Linked DNA regions of Sus scrofa: region 1 is linked to region 2. The links are chromatin contacts, called in public HiChIP or PLAC-seq maps. All regions are on one chromosome and are shown on one strand. The core of a region is the stretch at or near the end of the contact, and the rest is flanking DNA. Distances in the headings are between cores, read along the strand shown.

The links. HiChIP or PLAC-seq counts read pairs in DNA pulled down with a chosen protein or histone mark.
Region 1: a contact with region 2 is called in an H3K27ac HiChIP or PLAC-seq map of alveolar macrophages. The contact joins two enhancer-like sites. A contact is called at or near these places in 5 of 47 Hi-C or Micro-C datasets (brain, liver and skeletal muscle) and 1 of 2 datasets of contacts at active chromatin or transcription factors (alveolar macrophages).

The regions. Positions count from the first base shown.
Region 1 is chr6:17,241,915-17,247,148 of Sscrofa11.1, forward strand. NOB1 (RNA-binding protein NOB1) reads left to right here. Exons shown (of 9, transcript XM_003126901.3): 8 at 773-917; 9 at 2,974-3,537. The coding sequence ends at 3,243. Among named protein-coding and RNA genes, the nearest start is that of NOB1, 11 kb to the left of the region's middle. Within about 2 kb of position 2,182, at least 9 of the 83 cell types and tissues checked have an H3K27ac peak or open chromatin away from gene starts, as enhancers often do. A contact at or near this core is called in alveolar macrophages and liver, where this site is marked.
Region 2 is chr6:17,060,611-17,065,170 of Sscrofa11.1, forward strand. No RefSeq gene overlaps it. Among named protein-coding and RNA genes, the nearest start is that of MIR140, 15 kb to the right of the region's middle. Within about 2 kb of position 1,486, at least 15 of the 83 cell types and tissues checked have an H3K27ac peak or open chromatin away from gene starts, as enhancers often do. A contact at or near this core is called in alveolar macrophages and liver, where this site is marked.

The DNA of each region.
Region 1 (5,234 bases), core at 932-3,431, 180 kb after region 2:
GTTGACAGGCTTAGTTCACGTGCAGAGACTTCAGGTAAAGGGCTCGGCTGCTCTAGCAGTTTCTCGCAGCCCTCGTCTCCTGACCACAGGGACTGAGGGAGAATTCCTCAAGCACAGACACCAGGGCACCTGCGTGGTCCCTGACAGCAGCAGCATGTCCCGCCAGGGTCCACCCCGGGGCTTAAGGGGGTCGGAGAGAGCCAAGGCCTGGGGTCGGCCTCAGCACGCACACCATTCACCCTCAGCGGCTCTGCCGGAGTTTCCTGTGTCACTCGTTAATGCTTGGCACCTCCAGAGCCACCGCCAGCTTAATGCCCAGGCTGACGGTGGGGACAGGGTATTGAGTCATAGTTGTAATGATGTCACAGTTTGCCTCTTGAGAAGGTGTGGTGGTTCCAAGAGCGCTGATTCTAGAGCTAGATTCCAGGGGCATACCCGCCACTTACTAGCTCTGTGACCTTGAGCAAGCTACCTGACCTTACCTGACCTTTTTCCCGTCTAAAAGGGGGGCCGAGCAACTGCATAGCATTGTTACACTTGTAGAGAGGTCGTGATTATTGCAACACCATTCTGTTCCGTTTCCCTCTTTACTGACTTGATGCTTGTGTCCTTTGCGGTTGAGCAGCGGCCTTGGCCTGGGTCTGCGGAGGGTGGGGTGCCATCCAGCCCGGCCCCAGTTCCCCGTCTCCTCCGAGCCCCGTGCCCCGCCCTGGGCTCCGGGCCCACGCTTTGCCGGTGGCTCCAGGGCAACACGTCTCCTTTGTGTCTCTAGGACCACGTCCGACATGAGCCGAGTGTTCTGTTCACACTGTGGAAACAAGACCCTGAAGAAGGTGTCTGTGACCGTCAGCGACGACGGAACCCTGCACATGCACTTCTCCCGCAACCCCAAGGTGCTGAATCCGCGGGGCCTCCGGGTGAGTAGCCCGCCCCCACCCGCAGGGCCGCGGGGGCTCTAGAGGCCGGTGTCAGAAGCCCGCGATCCCGATGCCAACACGGCCGGCCAGATCAGAGGGTTCTGAGGGGGTTGCAGTCTGAGGAGACATAACCAGTAAGCGCAGGAGTAAACACCACGGGCCCAGGAAGCCCCAGGGTCACAAAGAGGGAGACGGTTTGCACGATGGTAGAGGTTGGATTTGTGCAGGAGTTCGAGAATGAGCAGAACTTCCAGAAGCTTCAGAGGGCAGGTAATAGTAAGTGCTCAGCAGCACAGGCAGTGCCGGGTGCTTCAGGGCGGCCAGGAGTTGGTTGGAGGAATCGGGAGAGAGGGCTTGAGAGACAGGCGGCTCTGACGGCCGCTGACCTGGCGCCGGGCCCTCCAGCTGCGGCAGATGCCATTAATAGGCGAGAAGAGTGTCTAACTTTTCTATCTGAAAATAATTGTAGATTTATAGAAAAGTTGCCCAAAACAGTACAGATAATTCCCATTTTCATTTCACTTAGATTTCCCAATTTAATCTTTGACTGCATTTTCCCCCGTAACCATGTGAGAGGGAATTGTACGTGATGCCCTTGGCCCCATGAGTGTTTGTTTCTGGAAACGAGGACTGTCTCACCCGTGATGTAACAACCAGGAGGTTCGCCTTACTACACACAGTGCTGCCAGCTAGTCTCCCGACCGAGTTCCAACTTTGCCGCAAATTCCCTGTTGACAGCAAAAGAACAGGGTTTGGGGGTCCAGGATCCAGTCGAGGCTCACACATTGCATTTGTCACATCACTTTCATCTCTTTTAAACCAAAGTAGTTTCTCAAGCCTGTTGTCGCTCGTGTTTTTGAAGAGTACAAGGCAGTTTGTAGCAGATCCCTTACCTTGAGTTTGTCTGGTGTTTCCTTGTGGTTGGAGCCAGGCTGTGTATGTTTTGGCAGGGGCACCCAGAACTGATGCTGTCTTGCCATTCACCGTCCTGTTGGGGGTGAATGGTGACTCATTGCTCCGTTTACTAGCGATAATAACTTTGATCACTTAGTTAAGGTGAATTCTTATATAACCACAATATATAATTACCACCCCAAGATTACCAAATTTCCTGTTAGGTTATTTGTAATTAGTAGCTGAAGATACTTTGATACTGTATGAATACTGTTTCTCATCAGACCAGTTAAAGTTTATATACTACTTGGTATTCTGTTGTAAAGAGGAACTTAGCCATAAATTTATTTATGAGTGTGGTCTGTAGCTTGTGATTCATTGTTGTCATTAGTCATTACTGACTTTTGATGCTCAGACAGTTCATGGGGCCTCTGACTGTATTAAACAGTAAATTTTAACTTCACTTTCAGCCCAACACCGCATAGTTCATTCTAGCTTCCTTTTTGTATCCATTACACCCTTAGTAACACCATTTTCCTTAATTGTTTATTTGTTCAACCAGAGACTATAATATATAGAGAGAGAATTGCTAGCCTCTACTGTTGTGAAAATGGTACCTGCTTACCAGAGTTCTGTGTTTTTGTGTTATTCTGTCTGTCTTGAGCTGAGGGTGTGTAGTCAAAAGACCACATTGCGTTCTCATCCTTTTTTTTTTTTTTTTGGTCTTTTCTAGGGTCACACCCGAGGCGTATAGAGGTTCCCAGGCTAGGGGTTTAATTGGAGCTGTAGCCGCCAGCCTATACCACAGCCACAGCGACTCGGGATCTGAGCCGAGTGTGCGACCTACACCACAGCTCACGGCACCACCAGATCCTTAACCCACTGAGCAAGGCCAGGGATCGAACCCGAAACCTCATGGTTCCCAGTCATATTCATTAACCACTGAGCCACAAAGGAACTCCGAGTTCTCATCCTTGAGGCGGGATGGGGCACGGCTCATGTGGGAGGCTCAGTGCTCTGTGGGCAGTGATGATAAACTCCGTTGCTGTCGTCGCAGGCAGAGCCTGCGTCGAGTTGTCAGGTGAGCTGTATGTTTACAGGATCTGATGCGTATGACTTTGGAGCCCGTCCTTCTAATGGTCTTCCGTCGTCTTATTTGCAGTACTCACTCCCCGCTCCCAAAGGGGGCAAGTACGCCATCAACCCCCACCTGACCGAGGACCAGCGCTTCCCTCAACTGCGGCTCTCCCGCAAGGCCAGGCAGAAAACCGACGTGTTTGCCCCCGACTACGTAGCTGGGGTGTCTCCTTTTGCAGAGAACGACATCTCCAGCCGGTCGGCTACCCTGCAGGTCCGAGACAGCACCCTGGGAGCCGGGAGGAGACGGTTAAATCCCAATGCTTCCAGAAAGAAGTTTGTGAAGAAAAGGTGAAGGGGGGCTCACAGGCAAGCTGGACTGCTGCCGTGGCTGCCGGGGAGTCCCATGTGTCGCCCCCAGCTGTGCCGGACCGAGGGAGTGGGCCTGGCTTCCCAGTGCTGCCCCAGGACTTGCCGTGGTGCCTCGGGTTGGGTTGGTGGTGGGACTCAGCCATGCCCTGGCCCCCGTGCATCCAGAGAGAGAGTTGAATGAAAGCAGAAGAAACAGTGCCTGAAGCAGATCTTCAACCTTTAAAGAAGAGAACTTCCAAGTGGTGATATTTTTCTAATAAATGTGTTTGCAAGCTTCTGTGCATTTTCTTTTTTTGCCTCTTAGGTGATATGAAGCAAACACTTGCGTGTGCCCAAGAATCAAGCGTTGAGGTTTATATTTTTTGTAAGAAGATACACTATGTTTATTATAATAAAACTAAGAGCTAGCATTTTAACTTATTTTGAAACATTTTGATCATCCAGGAAAATTCGGCATTGAACTACCTAGAATCTCTCATTGTTTACCTTTCTCTCCAGTTGTGAGTATTCCTCCTCTTTTGTAGTTTCTCTTTCTGCGGGTCTGCTCAGGAAAGGATGTTCGTTTAACATAGCCACAGTACTGTGACGTGGATACATCACTATTATCTAACATACAATTCAAAATTTACTGGAGTCTTGTGGCTCAGTGGTGAAGAACCCACCTAGTATCCATGAGGATGCGGGCTCAATCCCCTGCCCTGCTCAGTGAATTAAATGATGCTGTGAGCTGTGGTGTAGGTGGAGACCCAGCTTGCATCCTGCACTGCTGTGGCTGTAGTGTAGGCCGGCAACTGTAGCTCCAATTTGACCCCTAGCCTGGGAACTCCAGTATCCCGAGGGTGAGGCTGTGAAAAGGAAAAGGGAGGAAAACAAAGATCAAAGATCTAATCGTTCAACGGCCAGAACTAATCTTGGGGCCCCGCCCAACCCCAAGGGAACAAATAACAATCCTAACCCATCTGGAGGGCGGGGTGCTAGAGGCTGGGCTTGCAGCACTAGCTACAACCACACCTGCAGAGATGTGTACCTGCAGGAACATGTTCGCAGGGGTTGTCGATGCAGGCACAGTAGACTGTTCAGTCCAGCTTTTCAGTCCTTAGGTTTTTCAAGCTTAGGAATTAGAGACGGTTTCCTTTCACCCACTGATAGCTTTATCGTGCAGCGGGTATGACCCGGCAGGACCCTGTGAGGCAGAGTGGACCCCACTCACGTCCTCCACCTGCCTTTTTATCTATAGAAAAACTTAAGTCTAAGAACCAATTTAATGAGGGACGTAGGAAAAAAACACAGAGGAAAAAAAAAAACTAATAATTCAGCCATTCAACAAAGTCAAGGACCTTCATCAAAGACTACAGAGAATGTTCTGAGCCATGTCCTTGAAGGCGTTTTGCAGGTGCGGAAGCCCCACCAGTAGACAAGTCAACTGTATGCTGCCCACAAGCACGGAGACCCCAGACCAGTTGGAACAAGAAGGTTGATGGCACTGACTCCCACTGAGCCCAGCACCCACCAATCAGGAAAACGTCCATGAGCGGATCACGCCCTGACCCACAAACACTCTAAGACTCCTCACTATCCTCTCCAAGGCAGGGGGGCAGGGGGGTGCACAGTCCTTGAGGCACTAGCCTGCCGTGTTCCTCTCCTTGCCTTGCAATTAAAGCTGCTTTATCTAGTTCCTCCAACTCTGTGTCCGTGTTTCTATTTGGCCTCCGTGTGCAGAGGCAGCTGATATTTTGGCAACAAAGGGGAGGGAGCTGTCCCTTAGTCCTCTGAGAGCGCGTAGCCCAGAGCTGGGCTTCCGGGTTATTTATACTGATTAGGAATGAACGAAGGCAAACCACACACAGTTCTGATTGAATTCTGCAAAGACAAAGAGCCCCCAACATAAAGAAGCAAAAGAGAATTTCATCAAGAAGGTGAAAACATGGCCTGTGAAGCCTACTCTGAGAAACGGGCAATCTGACACACCCACAA
Region 2 (4,560 bases), core at 236-2,735:
CCATCTAAGCCAAGATTTTGAAGGAATCTGGAGAGCATATGGGTGCAAAAGGATTGGGTCAGTTTGCCACACCTCCAACCCATGATGTACTCTACTGCACACTACTGCTTGGGCAATCAACATGCAAAGACTCCTCTGCCCTTCAGAAAGCTCTTCATTTGATTTTCCTCACTACTGATACCACTCATGATTTGTTTTACGGACTATGTCCAGTAGTACATGTGTAATAACCAGTTCTCTAAAAAAGAAGGAGGGGTGTTGATTTGCAGTCTTTGCCAATTTCCCTGGTGTAAATACTCCCACGATGGCTGATTTCAAGACAGAGCCGTAAATTAGGAAAAGAGGCACATCAGCACAACATCACATAGTATAACCTAAATATGGCTACTATAGCTAAAAATATCCTCAAGAACACGAGAGTTAAATGTAGTAAAATTATTAATCTATGATACATACTGAGTAGTTATTACCCTTTTCAGATATCATTTATTTCACTGTAAATTTATACATTTTTGCCTGCTGCATTAGAATCTCTGGGAATCTGTGTTTTTAAGAGATCTATGGTCTCTACACATGTGCAAGATAGAGAACTTTTATTCTGATGTAGATGGACCTAACACTGCTTTTGCCTTGTGGTTATAGCTCTTTATGGATCCCATTTAAGCCCTTTCCCAGCTCAAGATACCTTCTTATACACATGTACCTTTTACACTCCTCTGCAGTGATGACCTCTGTCTAGAGGCTACAGCCAGTGTCTGATCCCTGATAACATAATCTGGCTAATCTTTTAACCAAAACAACTAACTAAGATCCTTATTTCATCTCTTATCCCTTCTTTCTCATATTTAATCCTGGCTTTATCCCTACCTCTTACCCCCTGGCAGAGAGACTCCAGCACTGGATACAATATGAAAGGTGTATTGAAAGTTGCTAAGAGTCCATCTTAAATGTTCTCACCACAACTCAGACCGAAATGGTCTCAACAGCAATAACAAAATGGTAACTCTGTGAGGTGATGGGTGTGTTAACTAACCTTACTGTGGTCATCATCTTGCAATACATACACGTATCCGGTCATCACAGGATTTACACCTTAAACTAACACGCTCTGTCCATTACATCTCCATAAAGCTGGGGAAAGGACTTATCCAGGGGCTTCCTGTACCCCGTAGCAGACAGCCGATGCCTCAGAGATGTGCGCGCCTGTTCAAGAGCAGGGATGGAATAAGAGACAAAGGTTAATGCACCAGCTGCTTCTCCCCCACCCCGTGTTTGAACCAACGTGAACCAATCACAAGAGTTGGCAAACACCCATGATTATGAAAAGCAGAAGTTCAAGGAGGAAATTAATTCCTTCCCTGAAGAAAAGAATGTTGCTATACCTCTGGACCAGATGTTCATGAGGGAGCCTAACTGAGGTGGGAGATGTGCCCCTGCAACCAACGCCAGTGGAAATCCTGGAGCTGCAAAGGCCATTCTTCAGCTCATGCACTGCTGTGATGGCACCATCCACCCTACTCCTCGCGCTGTCATTATACAGGGAATGGCACCCAACATTGTCCTTCAGAGACTGGACCCTACCCTTGCCAACTGGGTTTGGCTAGAAGCCCAGATAAGCATGAATGACAACCCAAGGCAGAGTGCCACAGCCACAGGCTGGGCCAGAGCCAAGGCCTCGGAAACCAACAAGCAATGTCACATGAGCTGGGGACAGGGGTGTGGGGGGGACTGAAATTACTCCCACTTCCCAGTACTTTCTTTCCTCCAAGAAAAGGAAGAAGAGGGATACCGGTACCTCTGTGCCTCAATTCCCAGTTAGTGTGATTTCTTTTGAACTACGGATAATCCACATGCCATGGTTCTTTCATTTGTTAAAAATCCTGGCCACATTCAGGACTTAGGACTTTCAAGAAATGCTAATCCAAGGACATTACATCTGACCTAGGACAGTGTATTCGTTATCTATTGCTGAGCAACACATTACCATAAACTTGAACAGCTTAAAACTGCACATCGTTATCTCACAGTTCTGGGGTGCAGGAGCCCAGGTATACAGCTGCGTCTTCTGCTCGGTGACACTCCCAGGTGGCAATCAAGGTGTCAGCTGAGCTGCTGTCATCTCAAGTTTCCAAGGACACGTGGTTGCTGGCAGGATTCTGTTCCTCAAGGGCTGTGGGACCAAGAGCCGCAGCTCCTTGCTGGCTTTTGACACGAAGGAGCCCTCCGTCCCCTGCCATGTGGGCCTCCCAACCACAGCAGCTTGCTTCATCAAAGCACACAAGCCGAGAAGGCAATGGAGGCTCGGCTAACAAGTAGATCAGAATCCTTTATCAATTAACCACAGAGGAGACAGCCCATCACCTTGGCCATATGTATTGGTTAGTTACTAGACCAGCCCCACTCAAGAGGAGGGGATTTCACCACGGGGGTGCGCAGAGGGGGCGCAGGGAGCAGTGCCATGGGGGGAGGAATGACTAAGAAGCCTTCATCCTAGAGATAAAAGCAAGAATTCTCCAGGGTAGGACTTCTCGTTGTGGCTCAGTGGGTTAAGGACCTGACATAATTTCCGTGAGGACGCCAGTTTAATCCCAGGCCTCGCTCAGTGGATTAAGGATCTGGTGTTGCCATGGCTGAGGTGTAGGCCTCAGCTGCAGCTCCAATTTGACCCCTAGCCTAGGAACGTCCATCTGCAGCAGGTGCGGCCATAAAAAGATAAAAAGAAAAAAAAAAAAGAATTCAGCAGGGTCATCCACCATCGACTACAGTGGGTTTTTCATTTTTATTGTCAATGCCTCATGAAAGTCATAGAATAAAGATAATGTTGATAGAAAATGCAGAAATAAAGCATCCTTCTTGTTTAGAAGGACTAGCTATTGGTGCCAGTGGCTTTGGAAATAACAAACCAAACCAAACCAACGCTTAGAGCTAGTGCTCTTCAGAGGTGAGGTGCAAAACTGTGGCTGATTCACAAAAATCAGTTCTGACATGCATTTCGCTTTGTTCCCTCCCAAGTCCCCACTAAAGCCATTGGGAAAGCATTCCCATTTTTGTCCTCGCCATTTGGTCCGATTTGAGAAGCAGCATCTGGAAGGCGGACAAGGGAGGTCGACACCTTTCTGGAAGGAGGAGAGCAGGAGCAGCAGCTGGGCAGCCACAGCCCCAGCCTCAACTTCACGTGGAAAAAGCTTAGCTGATGAGGGTTCTGAACAGGGAAAGACTTAGGCTTAAGCTTGGAGTTAGTGCCCTGCATGAGTCGGAAGTCAAATAAGGAAACAGACACGCCCCCTCCGGGACCTCCGTGCAAAGCTGCAAGCTGCCCCTGCAGGCAGACCCAAGGAAAGGAAGTTAAGTGAGGGAGCAGGTGAAGCAGCTCTTGGCCCTCACCAGCCACACTAAAATGACAGTGAAGGCAGCTCCACAAAGGTCCTAATCCACAGGCACAAAGAGAACACAAGAGGATTCTGCGATGTTCAGAGGTGGAAAGCAGGTGCAAGCACAAGTCTGCACCTAAGCCAATGCTGACAGGAAAGGAGGGAGTCCCCAGAGAGACAGTACTTGGGGACAGAAGGCAGGCAGAGGAGAGCTGAAAACCACGGTAAGAGTGGGCCACTGAGGTCTCCCCCGGAGCCCCATGCAGCTTGGCTACCTCCTCTCTGCCAGCTGCAGGAGATTAGCGGTTGAGTGGAGCCCCCAGCTCAGGAACCTGAGTCAGAGCTGAGGACGGGAGGAGAGAAAAGATCAGGTCAGTGGCCAGGAGTCCCAGGAAGCCTCCAGGAAGGTTCCCTGGTTCAGGCAGAGTCTCCCACTCAGGCGGGGAGCAGAGGATTCATCTCTGGAGAAAGGGGTCACCCCAGAGGATGGACCCCTGCACAGCGACATAGGGGGCCCCATGAAAAGGCCCACTTGCCCCCTAACCCCTTACAGCAAAGACAGCAGGCAAGAGACCACCCATGAGTGCCTTTCTCTGAAATATGGAGTCAAAAATATTGAGTGATTTCTGCCTGTGCTCATTCTTTCCTAATGGTTTTATAGCTGCCACATCCTATCCAGCTGGGCATCCATTCTAGAGCCTGGTCTTTGAGTGGCAGTTTGGGGCCCCAGCCTGGGGTGACCTGGGAATGTCACAGATCCCGGCCAGAATCAGTGGGGTGGTTTGGTTTAATGAGCCTCCTATCGACTTTCTCCAAGCCATAGTCAGATACGCAACAGGTGCCCCATCCTCCACCTACTCGGGGGTATCAGACCCCTTACCCATGGCAGCTTAACTCACATTTGCCAGGCTCTAGGGGCAGCAGACCCATGGTTCAATCTTGCCCAACGTTTTGCATTTTTGTTTTATTTTTATCTTTTAAACCAACTTTCCCTCTTTCTCCCCACCCCCACATATATGTTTTGTGTTCTCTTTTTTAGATTATGCATTTGGGAGCAGAGAAGCTGATCAAGTCATGCGTTCATGGTGCCCTCCTGATGGAAGCCCACGCTTTGCTTTCTAGTCCTCTTTTATACCAAGAAGAACCAGGGCTCCTAGTGGAGTAGATGATACTGTGTTTGGGCGAGAGA